Regions from separate parts of the Anas platyrhynchos genome. Here region 1 is linked to region 2. Evidence: chromatin contacts called from public Hi-C data. All regions are on one chromosome and are shown on one strand. Each heading gives the region's core, a stretch centred on a gene start, on an enhancer-like site or on the middle of the called end of the contact. The rest is flanking DNA. Distances are from core to core; before and after follow the strand shown. Region 1 has its middle 14 kb from the start of CD2AP. Region 2 overlaps CD2AP (CD2 associated protein).

The links. A called contact is a pair of places that touch in the nucleus more often than the background predicts.
Region 1: a contact with region 2 is called in a Hi-C map of subcutaneous adipose tissue, with 2.1 times the contacts expected there. The contact joins two enhancer-like sites. A contact is called at or near these places in 3 of 8 Hi-C or Micro-C datasets (F1 follicle, skeletal muscle and subcutaneous adipose tissue).

Annotation. Positions count from the first base shown.
Region 1 is chr3:114,519,061-114,526,075 of IASCAAS_PekinDuck_T2T, reverse strand. No RefSeq gene overlaps it. Among named protein-coding and RNA genes, the nearest start is that of CD2AP, 14 kb to the right of the region's middle. Within about 2 kb of position 5,310, at least 3 of the 8 cell types and tissues checked have an H3K27ac peak or open chromatin away from gene starts, as enhancers often do. A contact at or near this core is called in subcutaneous adipose tissue, where this site is marked.
Region 2 is chr3:114,451,566-114,458,992 of IASCAAS_PekinDuck_T2T, reverse strand. CD2AP (CD2 associated protein) reads left to right here. Exons shown (of 18, transcript XM_027455325.3): 7 at 2,072-2,180; 8 at 5,239-5,330; 9 at 6,068-6,172. Among named protein-coding and RNA genes, the nearest start is that of CD2AP, 54 kb to the left of the region's middle. Within about 2 kb of position 3,477, at least 2 of the 8 cell types and tissues checked have an H3K27ac peak or open chromatin away from gene starts, as enhancers often do. A contact at or near this core is called in subcutaneous adipose tissue, where this site is marked.

The DNA of each region.
Region 1 (7,015 bases), core at 4,061-6,560, 65 kb before region 2:
GAAAATTCCAGGCAAGGCTAGAAAAGAGAACTGATGGGTAAGATTATAACAACCTTTATATACTTTAAAAGACTTCTGGAAAGAGGAAAATAACTATTTTTCCTGTACAGTACAAAGGGGAATAAAACAATCAACCTCAATTTACAGAAATTATACTTGCAGTAATGCTTTGAAGTTCCAAGTGTCTGAACCATTTCAGTTTGTGTTCAGTGTAATAAATCCCGACCTATTTCACATTAAAAACTAGCCAAAGACCTGTTCTACAATAACTGATCTGTTTACACTGTGTTCTCTTTTCTTGGAAGTTGATCTGGCAAAAATCATTATGTTATCCTTCAAACGGTGAGTCACTGAGCTTCCTCTTTAGGAGAACAAATGAGACCAGGGTCACAATAAACTACAAATAATCCCTGCAGATCATGAGTTCTGATTGCTGAATTCCTTGCAGACAATCATTTAAAAACTTCCTTCCACTGTACAAAGGCTCCTCCTGAACAATAAGGAGGCTTACAGAACATGGACAACCATCCGTATTGCTCCAGGTGCACACATTTATTCCAGCACTCCACCATCTGCAGAAAAGCTCTTTTCTTTGAGCCTGTGTATGAGATGGTACAAGACAGCCGGAGCAGGGGTAAGGCAGTAGTTTAGGAATCTAAAGGACTTGGCTTGCTTTCCACTGCAAGTTCCCATGACACATCTGGAAAAGCACATTGCAGCAACTGATGTTTCAAGAGCAGAATTCACAATGCCCAAATTATGTGTGATTATAGAATCATAGTATCACAGAATGATTTGGGTTGGAAGGGACCTTAAAGTCCATCCAGTTTCAAATCCCTACTATGGACAGGGATGCCACCCACTAGACCAGGTTGCCCAGGGCCTCATCCAACATGGGGAAGGTTCCAGATCAACACTGGGATGGTAACCACCAGGAGGACACATAATAAGGATAATAGCTGGAAGGCCTCTTTGCTCTTTTCCAAGTGATGGCTTTATGGATTCACATAAAACACAGCAGACAGGCTCCTAAGACCCTCCAGTCCCCAGTAAGGACTATCCTTTTAGATGGACCTGAGAGGTGTTCATCCCCTTGTATTCTGCTCTGGTGAGGCCACACCTCGAGTACTGTGTTCAGTTTTGGGCCCCTCACCAAGAAGGAGATTGAGGTCCTGAAGCGTGTTCAGAGAAGGGCTATGCAGCTGGTGAAGGGCCTGGAGCACAAGTCCTGTGAGGAGTGGCTGAGGGAACTGGGGGTGTTTGGTCTGGAGAAGGGGAAGCTCAGGGCAGACCTCATTGCTCTCTGCAACTGCCTGAAAGGAAGGGGTGGGGAGCTGGGGGTCGGCCTCTTCTCACAGGTAACCAGTGATAGGACTAGAGGGAATGGCCTCAAGTTGTGCCAGGGGAGGTTCAGGTTGGAAATGAGGAGACATTTCTGCTCAGAAAGAGCAGTCAGGCATTGGGACAGGTTGCCCAGGGAGGTGGTGTAGTCACCGTCCCTGGGGGTGTTCAAGGAGAGGTTGGACATGGTGCTTAGGGACATGATTTAGTGGCTGACATTGGTGGTAGGGGGGTGGTTGGACCAGGTGATCTTGAAAGTCTTTTCTAACCTGAATGATCCTATGATTCTCTCTCTATATATATCCATCTGCCTGTTGTCTTGCCAGATGCATACATGGTGCAGACATGTGTCCATCAGGGCCTTAGTTTAACAGAGCTGGTGGAGGAGTCTCTGTTGAGATGATCTACTTCAGGGCAAGGTACGGTGGGAATTCAGAGCATTTCAGGGAAAAGCTGCACCTGGAATATGACATATTCCTTTTGGGCATGAGATCTGGGCAGTGGGGCTCTTACAAAAGGCAGATGTTGCCTTTGGCTGTGTCCTAAGGGGAACACAACATTGTCATTATGTTACATGGATGTAGAGAATTGGCCCTGCCAAGGTTGCTTATTTTCCAAATAAGCTCTTGGTGAAAAATTAGGTGCCTAGAGGTATAATCCAGACAAGTGTTTACTGTGAAGTGTATGAGTAATCCTGGGATCACATGCACCAGGTTACCGCTGAAAACGTGAAACATGGAGAAGCAGGCCGCATGCTTCTGCTGTCCCCTTCAGGTCCACGAATCTGCTTTTTTTTAAAATGTAACTTTTGCCCAGCTTGCTCTGGCATGGAGCTCTGGTAGGCAACTTTCGATTGTGCCACTGTGAACACAAGTGCCCTTTTGATGTGATATGTGGGCAGTGTACATGTGAGGCAATTGACTGCTACGGCCTGTTGCCATATCAAATATTACTATCCCTTGGGAGGGAAATTATGTAGATTTATGAGTTCTTTGTTTTGGTTATTTTTTTCCTGCCAGGTTATTTTTAGTGCAAAATTGTTCCAAATTATGTTGAGGACAGGAGAAGCTGGACTAAAACTATGACTGGAAATGCTGCTGTATACGAGGGCTGTTTCTGTAGACAGCAAGGGTCAGTAATATGTTGTATTGTGTAATCCTAGAGAAGTCTCTAGAAAGCAATGTGCTAACTTCTATCTTCAGATAGTCCCCAGCTGAGGACACACTCTGGGGTGAAGCAGCTCCACTGGCTGTAATTTAGCAGCTGCAGGACCAGGTGCTTTGAAGAGAAGCAACCACTTTCAAGAAGTACCAAGGCCCTGTGTAAGGACATGAGCTAGCAGACACTGTCCCACCCCTTCAGCTGCTCTTAGAGAAGGCACAATATTCAAACCCTTAAATAACTTGCAAGCTTGTGCCCTCCATCCAAGACACTCTGTGTCTCTCCAGGTTATTCGCTTCCAGAGGCAGAAGCAGGGTGTTTGTCAGAAATTAATTACCCAATTACATCACACCCCTGTCTGGATGATGGCTTGGGATATAGCAGCATAGATGAATGCTCAGCCGATGTGGTTTTCATATTGAGCTGTCAGAGGGGAAGCAGGTACCTGACAGTTCTTGAAACCTGATTATGGAGCACAACTTTCTCCATTGCCATCTGCCTGCTCCAGAAACAGCTGTGTTTCCTTCTCTTTAATGAAACAGTGCTGGAATAATAGCTTGCAAATATTTTATCTCTGGAAGCAATTATTAGTTTGTTTTAATAGCTGAGCTAACACTGGAGACATGTTTATTCTCCAAGCAGACACCCTGTATTCAGGCTATCACATTTCTTCTTCCTGTTTTTAAATTGGTGTTGTGCAGTTGTGAATGTAAGGTGCTTCATCTGCTACAAAAAACACCCTAACTTGATAATGAATTAACAAAAGAGGAATTAAGGGAGAGGCTTCAAGCTCAGAATATTTGTGCTGGGAAATCACCTCGGTTCCAAAAAAATTAGAAGGCAAACTAAATAATTAAATTAGAATGCAAATTAAATTAGAAGGCAATTAGAAGAAGCAATATTAGAATGTTGCTAGAAAGTCCCAAAGCCACAACTGGATGTTTTTAACAGCTTTGTGTCCACTGTGGGGCAGCGATGGCAGCAGCCACAGCTGGGGCTGGGACACACCAGACTCCGCTGGCACTTCTAGGTACTTGCTATAGCTCTGTAAACCTCACTCAGGAAGGAGCTGGACAGATTAGGGCCAAATCTCACTTAGCTTTTGTGAGTGGCCTCAGCAGGACCCAGTCCTCAGTTAATCACCATCCTGGGCTCTAATGATGGTGATGTGATGGCTCATTTTGGGGAGACCACCCCTTTAGGCCACCACTGTCCACCAAATTCAAGGGAGATTGTTCTTTTCTGAGTGAGAGCTGAGGATCGTGTGAGCTGGAAAAAATAAGATTTTTTTTTTTTTTTCTCAGGCTGAAGGTTTTTTTCTTCCTTTCCTGGGGGAGGAATGGTGACAAGTTTCTTATCTAGCAATTACAAATTGCAAATCACGTGTCATATCTTCTCTCTGTGGCTATCTGCACAAGAAGTAATATCACATCTTTGCAAAGTGGCAGGATGCTGCCTTATATGTGCAATGGGTGATATTGCCTGAACTTTGTGAGGCACTATCCCTTTCCCCATCAAAAATACTGTGCTACTACCATACTCTGTGACCCTGTTAAATATGTGGGCCAGTGTGATTTTGGGTTCCTCTCTCACATTAACATCCTCCTGTGGGAGACCCAGACTCCCAAAGGGGACTCGGGACCAGGCAGAGTAGGCTGCAGGCTGGCAGAATGTGGGATGTGTTAAAGCCACCATTATTCTAATCTTTTTTGGCATTTTGGTGGAAGGAGGAGAAAGGACATCAGAAGGGAAATGGGAATGCAGCTCCCCTCCTGTTCCTGCACCTACCTGGAGCAGAAAGCCAGCACAAGTAACACGGTCCTGGTTCTGTTTTCTTCCTTCACTGGGAGAGCCTCAAGAATCCTATCACACAACAGAACTATCAAACTGCTTCCAAAAGGCCATGTAAGAATATAAAGTCCGTTCTTGCAAGATCAAAGTCAATAAGAAGTTTTCCCACTGAATTCAATGGCAGTGGGATCAAGTCTGTACAAATAAAATGGAAGATCCAACATCAAAGGCAGGCAAGAAAAGGGCACAGCAGGAGCTCCTGGGATTGTTTACTACATAACATGCTCTCCACATATTTTTTTTTACCTTTTGCTTGTATCTTAATTTCCTTTGGACTCCAGACAATGTGCACACTTAAGGGCTAAACCCATTCCCACTAAAATGAGTGGATGTTTTCATAATAACTACAATGCAGATTAGAACAACTTTTTATCTCACAGGTTTTCCTCTTGAATATTATAATCAGAAATTTTATGCTTAGTTGGATATAAAATTCACTCAGGCAAATTATTTTTATTTCAGAGTGATGTGTATTCTGAGCTACCAAATTTTTCTGGGAATACACCCAGGCCTTCTGGCTGCTTTGCCTCATCAATAAGGGTGAACGTAACCAAGACCTAAATGGGAAAACTGCACCACTGCTTTACTGTGAAAATGTTGAATGGGGTGGGTGCATAAACCATTTTGATAAAGAGAAGCTACAGTCACATACACTTCTGCCCTGTGACAAACCTATAGCACAGAACATGCATGCTAGGGACATCGTCAGGAGACAAACCTGTACAAGAAAACATTTTAAAGATCTGAAAACAAACAAACAAACAAAAAACAAACAAACAAACAAAAAACACTCTTGATGATGTGAATTGATTACAATCATCATTTTAATTACTCTCTGCCCATTAGTCTCTGCAATGTTTTCTTTGAGCACATGTGCAGCGTATGGTAACAGAGCTCTTCTAACTCGTTAAATAAAGGTCTCAAAAGGAATGGGAAGCGTGTGAGTAGGTCCTCGTGATACTGGAAGGGAGATAGGCAAATTACGTAATTTGCAGGAAGTGCTTTTGGCAGCTTTGCGCCTATGATTTCTATAAATATCTGTTGTAGAAAAAGCACAGGGGCACAAAAGAAACTTTGTCAGTGTAACAATGATATGCACTGTCACAGGGAAATAGCGTTACTAGAGTTTGCAGATAAACTACACTCTGGGGCTGTTGTTTTGTGTTTTGAAGGAGGAAATTACAACCTCTAGATCTTACTGGGCTAAACTCCTCTGCTTTTCTAAACTATGTCTGCAGCTGGTTCCCTCTTTTACATAAACTCCTTTGAGTTCTGTACCTGGGGCTGCATTAGGACTGGTTTGTTGTACTTCTTGGAATAAAGAATTGCTGCCCCATGCCATTTCCCAGTGTTTGGATGCAAAGTTTTGTGGGGACAGGTGTTGCTTTCATGGGGTTTAGCACAGCCTTTTGCCTACAGCCAAGTAAATATAAGGTATAAAAGTATTATGAGCTTTTCTGCGGTGCTTCTGGAATGACCTAAGTGGCCTAAGATCTCTGAGGCTCAGTTTGAGCTCCAGCCCAGACACCTGGAAAAAATTCCTTTCCTATCACAATAATGAATTGCAGCGTTGAAGGAGATAGTAATTCATTAAAGGTGGAGAAGAAAAGAAAAACAGAATGGTATGTAATAACTGGGCGTACCTTTCCCAAAGTCAAACAATCAACAAAGTCAAACAATTTAAAGTCTTCCTATCTGATTTCACAGCAAGGAAACAGGGTTCCCCTTCTTCCTTAAGCCTCATGCATCAGGGTTATAGATCAGTGGCTTATGTCAGATCTAACTGGTACAAAGACCACGTGTGGGGTAAGTTTCCTCTTGAATTCTTGTGCTCATTTCCTGGAAAAGGCATTTGTTTGCCCCCCTTGTGCTTGCTGTATCGGCTATAACTCCTCACCAGCTTCTTCTCCTCCTTCTGACCTGTCTTTTCATCTTCTCACAGGTTTCTCTTTGTGCCTGGAGCTCCTTTCCCTTCCCAGACCATGGATTTTCCACCCTTCTACTCTAGTACTGCCCCCCTACTGCAGTGATTAGATCCAATATCTGCAATATCTGAAGTAGGCTGCTGAAGTTATGATATGAAAACCAGGTGATTTATAAAGTAACCAGTTAGGTGGCCAAAACAAGAGGCTACTAAGCTATATTTGTGACTGTTATAAACTCTTCAGGGAAATGACTTCAGTGGGTTTTTAAAGCAAGAGGAACATAACCAGTCCTTCAAAACCAACTAACAACTTAGGACATTTTACAAAGGTTATAGCCATCCCCTACAAATAAGCAAGACACACAGAACAATCCTGTGGATTCAATGCCATCTCTTTGGCAAACTGATCCCTTTGAATGGTTTCATGGAGTTAATAAAATGATTACACAATTTAAACAAAATCAAATAGTGTATGTGGAAATGAAGAGGAGGAGAGAAATTGGCATGGGCGGACAGAGAAGAAGCTCTGTTTACAAAAACAACAAACACATGACAAGAGACATAGAGGTAAAGTTCAGGAGTAAGAAATGGTAGACTGTATAAGGCAGTGCTGTTGTAATTACAGAGATAAGAAAATGGAAGGAACAAGGAGCTTCTCCTGTTCTAAGACAAGAAGTTATCACATAAAAATGACATCACGGCTCGTGTTTTTCCTATCTCCCTCCCTGGAGATAGCAA
Region 2 (7,427 bases), core at 2,228-4,727:
GGGCAGGAAGAGAGTCCTCAGGAAGAGGGCAGGGACAGATACTTTTAATGTATTGGTTCCACTCCCACCTCAGTAGCAAAGCTGAAAGATGCTTATCCAACTGTAGATGTTGTGTGCAACCTTTTTTTTTTTTTTTTTTCTGATTCAATCAAAATTTCAGATGAGTCAGAAAACCAAAATTATCAAAGTGTTGTCATTTGTAGCTGGGGTATCGATTGTGAAGTCCCAGGGAGGGCACATGCATTTTCCTCCATTCTCTCCAGGTTTATACCTCAGTACAGGAATCCATGGGAGCCACTACATTGTTGTGTGACTGCTGTTAGAGGAGGCTTTTAGGAGCTAGCTTTCTCAATTTGCCTTCTTGTTATAAGATTGCTTGTCCAAAGGCATGCTTCCTCACTTTCCAGCTTATAACTTGGGAGTGGTAAGATCCTGCCTAAAATACACTGAGTTGATAGGAAGCCTGCTCAGTCGTTTTGAACTGTTCTTTGTGCAGAAATACTAAGATATGTTGGTGCTGTATTTGGTTTGTTGGCCAGTCTGCTTAGTTGTTGTAGGCAGCTTCTCAGCAAGATGGGAAATGAAGTGAGAAAACAAACTTCTCGTAGTTTGAAGACAATGAAATAAACAGTTGAGGTTTGCATTTAATATTTCACTTATGCTTATTGCCAAAGTCATCCCAAAGGCAGATAGGCTTAGAGAATAGCACAAAGAGCCCTATGGGGAAAATTCTTATGAAGGTTTTGCTAAAACAGTTTCTTTAGGTACATGCTCAACTCACTTTGGATTTAAGTGGAGGGATGCTGGAAGGGCATTCTCTGTCCTTAAGCTAGTAAAGAAATAAAAGCTGTCCTCAGGAAGCTCTAGAGAAGAGAGGGCTTTTTTGTTTTTCCCCTATGGGAATTCAAGGACTGCTCAGCACAGGAAGACTGAGCACTTAGACTTGTGAGCAATTCAAATGTTTATTTGCTTTTGTAAGATAGATTTCAGTCAGCTCCAGCATCCTGCATGGGTTCAGGTTATTTATACCCTGTCTGCCTAAACTTCCTCTCACACTAATTGCATCCTTTTTTTGGAAGGGGAGAACGTAGAAAACTTTCCATACTGACCTTCTTTAATCTCCTAGGTGGGTTATTTTAGGGCTTCCTTTATGTTTTGGAGTGAATTAAATTGCATATGCACTCTGAGAACATCACAAATGACCATAGCTTCCTCTATGGTATGTCAGAGGTACCAAACACCAGCCCACAGACACCATCTGTTCTTAAAGAGACTCAGGCTGGTTTCTGTGGCATCAGTAGGTCTGCAAAGTCTAGTTATAAAGGGAAATGAACAGAATAAGTAAAAGCAATGGGATTTTTCTCGTCAGTAACACTGCTAGGGTTGCTCAGGTAAGCACTGACTAATGTTTGTAGCTCTTATGACTGTGAAGAAAAGAATGCAGCTGATGCTGTCGCAGTCTTCCTGACAGCTCAGTAAATGTCTGGAAATGAAAACTGGAACAATTATTTTGGTTAGGTGTTAACTCTGAAACTTCATACCAGTTGTGATGCCTCTGTGTTTTTTTTTTGTGTAGGAGCAAATGTCTTTTTGGGTTCTGTTCTGTTTGAATCTTCAAGAGCGAAGGGAAGCTGGGACAGGCTTTCACATGCTTTTATGTTTGCCTAAGTAATGAAAAACTGATTACCTCTTCAGCTGAGATGGTTTATGGTCACTGAATATTCCTGTGTCATTCCAGTGCCAAGTAACTATGGTCAGAGTTACTTTCAGCAGAGCTGTTCAATGACCACTTCTGTGCCAGAGAAGGCAATTTCAGAGTAATGGAACAGTAACGCTTGGGAAGATTGAAATATGATTGCAAAAATTGAGCTGGACATTGCCAGATATAAAGCAGTGTGCTTTGCCTTCGGTCAGTAGACAAAATTCTTGTTGTGGTGGCCATAATGAAGTAACTGCAGTAAATTAAGTACTTAAAAGAAAAACGCAGTGAATCTCTTGGAGATAATTTCACATCATCTCAGCTACTGAAAACATGAGTTTCTGTTAACAAAGGTCTCTTTCGTTTCTGTAGTCCTCACCTCACCATCCCCCTGGATCAAAGCCAATTCATTTTCCTTGCGTAACAAAAATGGAAAACTCGTCAGAAGGAGCAAAATCAGAAGGTGAAAGTAAACCAAAAGGTAAGGCTAATGGAAATGTGCATCTGTTGCTTGATAGTCTTTGGTGAAGAAGTATTTGGTTGTCAAAAGTGATCTGTTTTCCCCTTGTTGGCATTATACTTCTGTGTATACTGCTTTTTGTGCATAATGTTCTTTACCTTTGAGAAGTTATTCAAATGCAAAAGTGTCTGAAGGAGTTTTTGTTTGCATTTCAGTGAGAAATCAGTTGTAGGGTTGTCTCGCAGAAGCAAATAAGGCAGCGGTATTAAGTTTGTGTTAATTTGTGTTGACGTGCTTAAGCTGGCTTTCATTCTGCCTAGCTTTTAGTGGCCATCTGGGATGCTGGAAATCTGTTGTTGCAGAGCAGCCCCCCAGCTTGGTTTCTGTTCCTGGGTGATAGGAATGATGCTGTGTTTACTCTGGAGTTGCTCGTGTGTGTGCTGTCCATGGTTGTATGCCGGGTTTCTTGCATCAGAAAGTTGTTGTTCCCTTGAAGTCTATTCTCCAGGTAGCCTGGTTCCATTTACAGTAATAAAAAAGAAAAAAGATTTTTTTCTCTGAGAATTTATGACTTTGTTTAACTACTAAATTGCCTAGCTTTATTTAGAGAGCTACTTTTTTTTTTTTTTTTTTTTTAAAGTCAACTCAAAACTTCTTTTGGGAGTACCAACCCCATAAAAAAATTGTGATGTGTTGACAGCTCATTTTGCCTAGTTCCAGGGACAATGCTTTTCAGCTCCTGTATTGGAATTCCAAGTGTACTTTTCTTTTATGTAGAAATCAGTTATTTTTGCATAAATGGGTTATTTTACATGGAATGCATCATTTGCAGAATTACGAAAACTTCAACAAACAGCTGGCTTTTCGCCTGTCTTTAGGGGTTGTGTAATCTAGCAGAGCAGCGCACTTGAAACGGTGGGTTTGTACAGCCAAACCAGGGTTTTGGCAGAGTTCTAACAGCAAATAGGACATCTGTGCCACTTGAGCCATGTTGCTGTATTTCGTGGGATAGATGTATGCATGGCCATGTTTATAAACAGCTGATTACTGTTTAGGAGTGTTTAATGTAGTGGGGGTAAGAGTACTTAACACTTCAGTTTTGCCATTCCAAAGCATATATCGAAATAAGTTTGTGTATGATACATTTCATGGAAATCGATGCTCACTTGGACTTTATCCTGATTTTGAAGTCTATTAGGGATTTTACTTTTAGTAGATTAAAATTTTCAGCTTTTAACCCGTTCCAGTGCTATTGCTGGAAGTGCACTTCCTGCAGAGCCAGCAAGACAGTGTGCAGCCCAGAGCATTGCGAAATTTGGCTTGTCTTAAACTTTGCATAAAAATTAACCCAAGTCTGTCTGAAAAATCTGGGTGTTCAATACCAAACATTCAAAGCATTCAGTACGTTGCTCCTTTCATAATTTCAAGTGCATTTCATGCTACAAGTATAGAAATTGGACTAATCCGGTTAGTCATGCTGAGTCTCTGCTGCCCAGATAAATATTGTAGGAGATTATTAGTAGATAATACCTATAGAAATAATTTGAAAGTATCTTGTAACTTTTGAAAGAGCTAGGTTTTCTTTCTTAATGTTTTTATTTTAATACAGACTGCACAGTTTATGCATCGTCAGTTTTGAGAGAGTTTAAAATAATCTGTGTTCAGTATGTTAACAACAGAGGTCTCCTAAAATATTTAGACTTGTGTGCCTTAGCTATTTCTGGGAAGCTTGTTTTGGCCTCTGGTGCAAATATGTAAAATATTTTGTTTAAAAAATAAAATAGAAATCTCCACTTGGTGATTTCTCCTTCCCCCTTTATGTCAGAGGACATTATCTGTGATTCCTGCTACTGCACGGTCATCCCTGAGTTCTTGGAAAGGAGAAAACTTAGTAAATGTTTTAATAAAAGGTAGTTCAAAGTTCAGATTTATTACTTTGTAAGCACCATATGAAAGCGTTAGAAAGTGAAACTGGACTTCTTTATCTCCATGACTTAGAGAATATCAGGCTCACAAAGTAAGACGGTGAAGTGGCAAATTGTACGTGCTCTTAATGAAGGTGGGTGGATTTTTTGGGTGGAGCTGACCACCTGGATGGGCAGAAAGATGCAGCCTGCAGGGTTTCAGCACTTGCTGCCTCCTGCCTTCTGTGCAGCTGCTGCAGAGGAAAGTCCTTCCTGACATGGTTTTTGTGTGCTGTGGGACTTGGTGTGTATCCAGGGCAGGAGGAGAAGTGCATGGAGAAGGAAAGAAGCAAAGGTTTGCGTAGTACAGTGGTGCTGGCCGACTCTCCCAGCAGCAAGGAAATGCGTGCCTTGTTACAGAATCGGGCTGTGTGCAGGAGATGGCTTAGGGTTGTGCTGCCGCCTAAGCAGGGGTGTATGCTGCTGCTCACCTGTGTGTGTTGTCCAAGTCCTGGTATGTTGTGGCCGCATGATGGTATTCTTATTGCCCTATACCAAGTAGAAAGACAGGAATTATTCTTTCTGCTTTTACAAAAGGGGCTGTGACTGTCAGTTTAGTCATTCAGTTGAGCTGTGGTTTCAAGTGGTTATATCCAAGGATTTCCTTTGCTTCAATTACTTGTTCTCATTGCAGAATTTCAGCAAATGTGCTGCTTGGGTATTTGAAGTTCCTGTAATTTTAAGTCACCATGAAACAATTATGTATATTTAATTAGGCTTATTATAAAAATCTCATATAAACTTGCAATAAAAATCATGAATCAGTCTTTCGTCTAAAGCAGCAGAACTGAAGGCAGTGGGGATTAGATATGTCAGATAAGCCGTTACAATTTTAAGTGAGCGGTCTGTTGGATAAAAATATTTTAGGGCATTATCCCCCTGACTCCATGAGGATTTATCTCCCGTTCTCTGTAAATATTGCTACGAACTTGATTTGCTCATGATGTGAATGACACAGTGAACACTTTGTAGAGCAGCATCAGATGGCTGGTCTGGAAGGGAAGGGTGATTACAGTATTAATTTCTGAGCTCTCCTTTTGGATAGCACAAGTAAGCTTTTATGAATTTTACTACCCGTGGTATGCAAATGTAGTAATTATGCTGTGTTGTTCCAGCCAAGGAATATTGCAGGACATTATTTTCCTATGAAGGCACAAATGACGAACTGAGTTTTAAAGAAGGCGAGATTATTCAAATTATCACTAAGGTAAGATGTTCAGTCCACTTTAACAACTTGTAACTTTTGTAAGTTATGCACACGTAAGTAGAATATAGACAGGAGAGTTTATTAGGTTGAATAAAGTATTTGCTAAAATATTTAAATAATTTCAGATGTTAACACACATACTTCTGTTATAAACAAACTAAAGTTTCTATCTAGTTAGATCATGTGATGGATTTCTATGTCACAGAATTAATAATTTGTTTTTTTCCCCTTATGTCTTAACTTGGTTATTTTTTCCTCAGAAGTGTATTCTGTCTTCTTTCTTCATGCTTTTCAGACTAGTGAGCCTGATCAGTTGCATCAGAATCACTTTTATGTAGTAGAATTGTGTGTTATTCCAACTACAGAAAGTATTTACTGAATGTGTTTCTAGTGGAGGAAGTTGAGAACATTAAATCTAGTGGAGGAAGTTGAGAACGTTAAATATTGTGCATTGAATCATAGCTGGTTTTACGTACTTTTCTTCCACTTGCAGATGTTAGCCTTGTATAAATGAGGAAATATAATTTCATATCCTGTATTTTAGAAAACAAAGTGACCAAACATAGTCTGATCTTTAGCTGTTTCCCCTTGCTAAGGTAGCTAAAGTATTCTTCTAAGTAATGCAATATTTTGGAAAAACAATTATATTGTGAGAAACAGCTACAGGAACAGCACTTTCAATCTATCTGTTCTGGGAAAAATAAGGATTGATCGAAATATCCTATTGTTTGTTTTAGGATACTGGAGAGCCAGGCTGGTGGAGAGGAGAACTCAATGGTAAAGAAGGAGTCTTCCCTGATAATTTTGCTGTTCAAATACACGAACATGATAAAGACTTCCCTGTAAGTTCCTATATATTTCATCTAGTGTCACAAAAACGAATTGACAGAAATGCAAGGAATAAAAGACTTCAGCACATACTGCTGCTTCAAATATTAATACAATTGTGTCAGCTTTTAACTCTGTCTCGAGGTAGCTATAACCAAGAAGGTCTAAAGGTTAAACTTATTTTTAAATATTTAATTGAAACCTGCCTTTTCAGATTAACTGTAATTAAAGAGGCTGATTAGGTCATATAGAAAAACATATAGTTCTGATACTGTGGTGATATGTGTAACTGATGATTGAATTAAACCCTAAATGTTTTGAAAGGAAGCAACCAGTCAGTTCTGTTTTATTCTGTTCTCTAAGTAAATATAAGAACAAAATACTGAATAACCCCTGGGGGACTCACTGGGATTTTTCTGTGTTATGACCTGCCAGTAGGTTGCAGCGTATAATCTTTGGATGGGATTTAGAAATAGTTTTTTTTTTTCTTTTTTTTTTCCTCCATTATCTCTTGTGTTGACTTAAAGAAATCCGTATTTTTATGTGGTACTCCTTGTTCTTGTAATTCTTAGTCCATGTTTTGTCAAGATTAGTATGATGTTTTGGTTCTGACAAGTGTGTGTACCAAAGATGGTCAAGTTAACACATGTACTTTAGTGGGAGTGCATTGGACTGAGCCCATACAACTTCAGCAATGTTTTTATAAACATCTGAGGGTTAGTAGACTTTTGTGACCGTTTTATCAGTGAGCATTGTCCTTGGTGCAACCACGTTAGATGGGTGTTCTAGAGCATTTTCATTAGCTGGACTCTGGAGGTGAGGTGGTTTGAGATGTGTCCCTTGAGGTAAGCCGTACCCTGTGATGGGGGAAATTCAAACTTATTTTTAACAGATCAAGGAAAACAATAAGTGGCTGCCTAGTACAGTAGGGTTATTGTCAACATACAAACTGTGACACCTTAATATTTTGCAAGTTTTTAATGGCTGGAGTAGTTCACGCATCTTTCTCCAGTATAAGACGAAGAAGCTCAGACGAGTGTTTTTCATATAAATGAAGTGCTTGTTGCGTAATTAAATAGTTTTCATGATATTTAGTTTAGAACTCTTGTTCAGTGAAAGTGACCTTTTTTGATTTTAAAATTTACCTGATTACTTTTTGATACTTCCGTTGTACTAACAAAGATTGGGGTTTACTTACTGAAATTAAAACGGGTGTGACTGGAGCAATTCCTTGGACTAGATAAGAAGTAATTCTTAATTTTTTTTTGC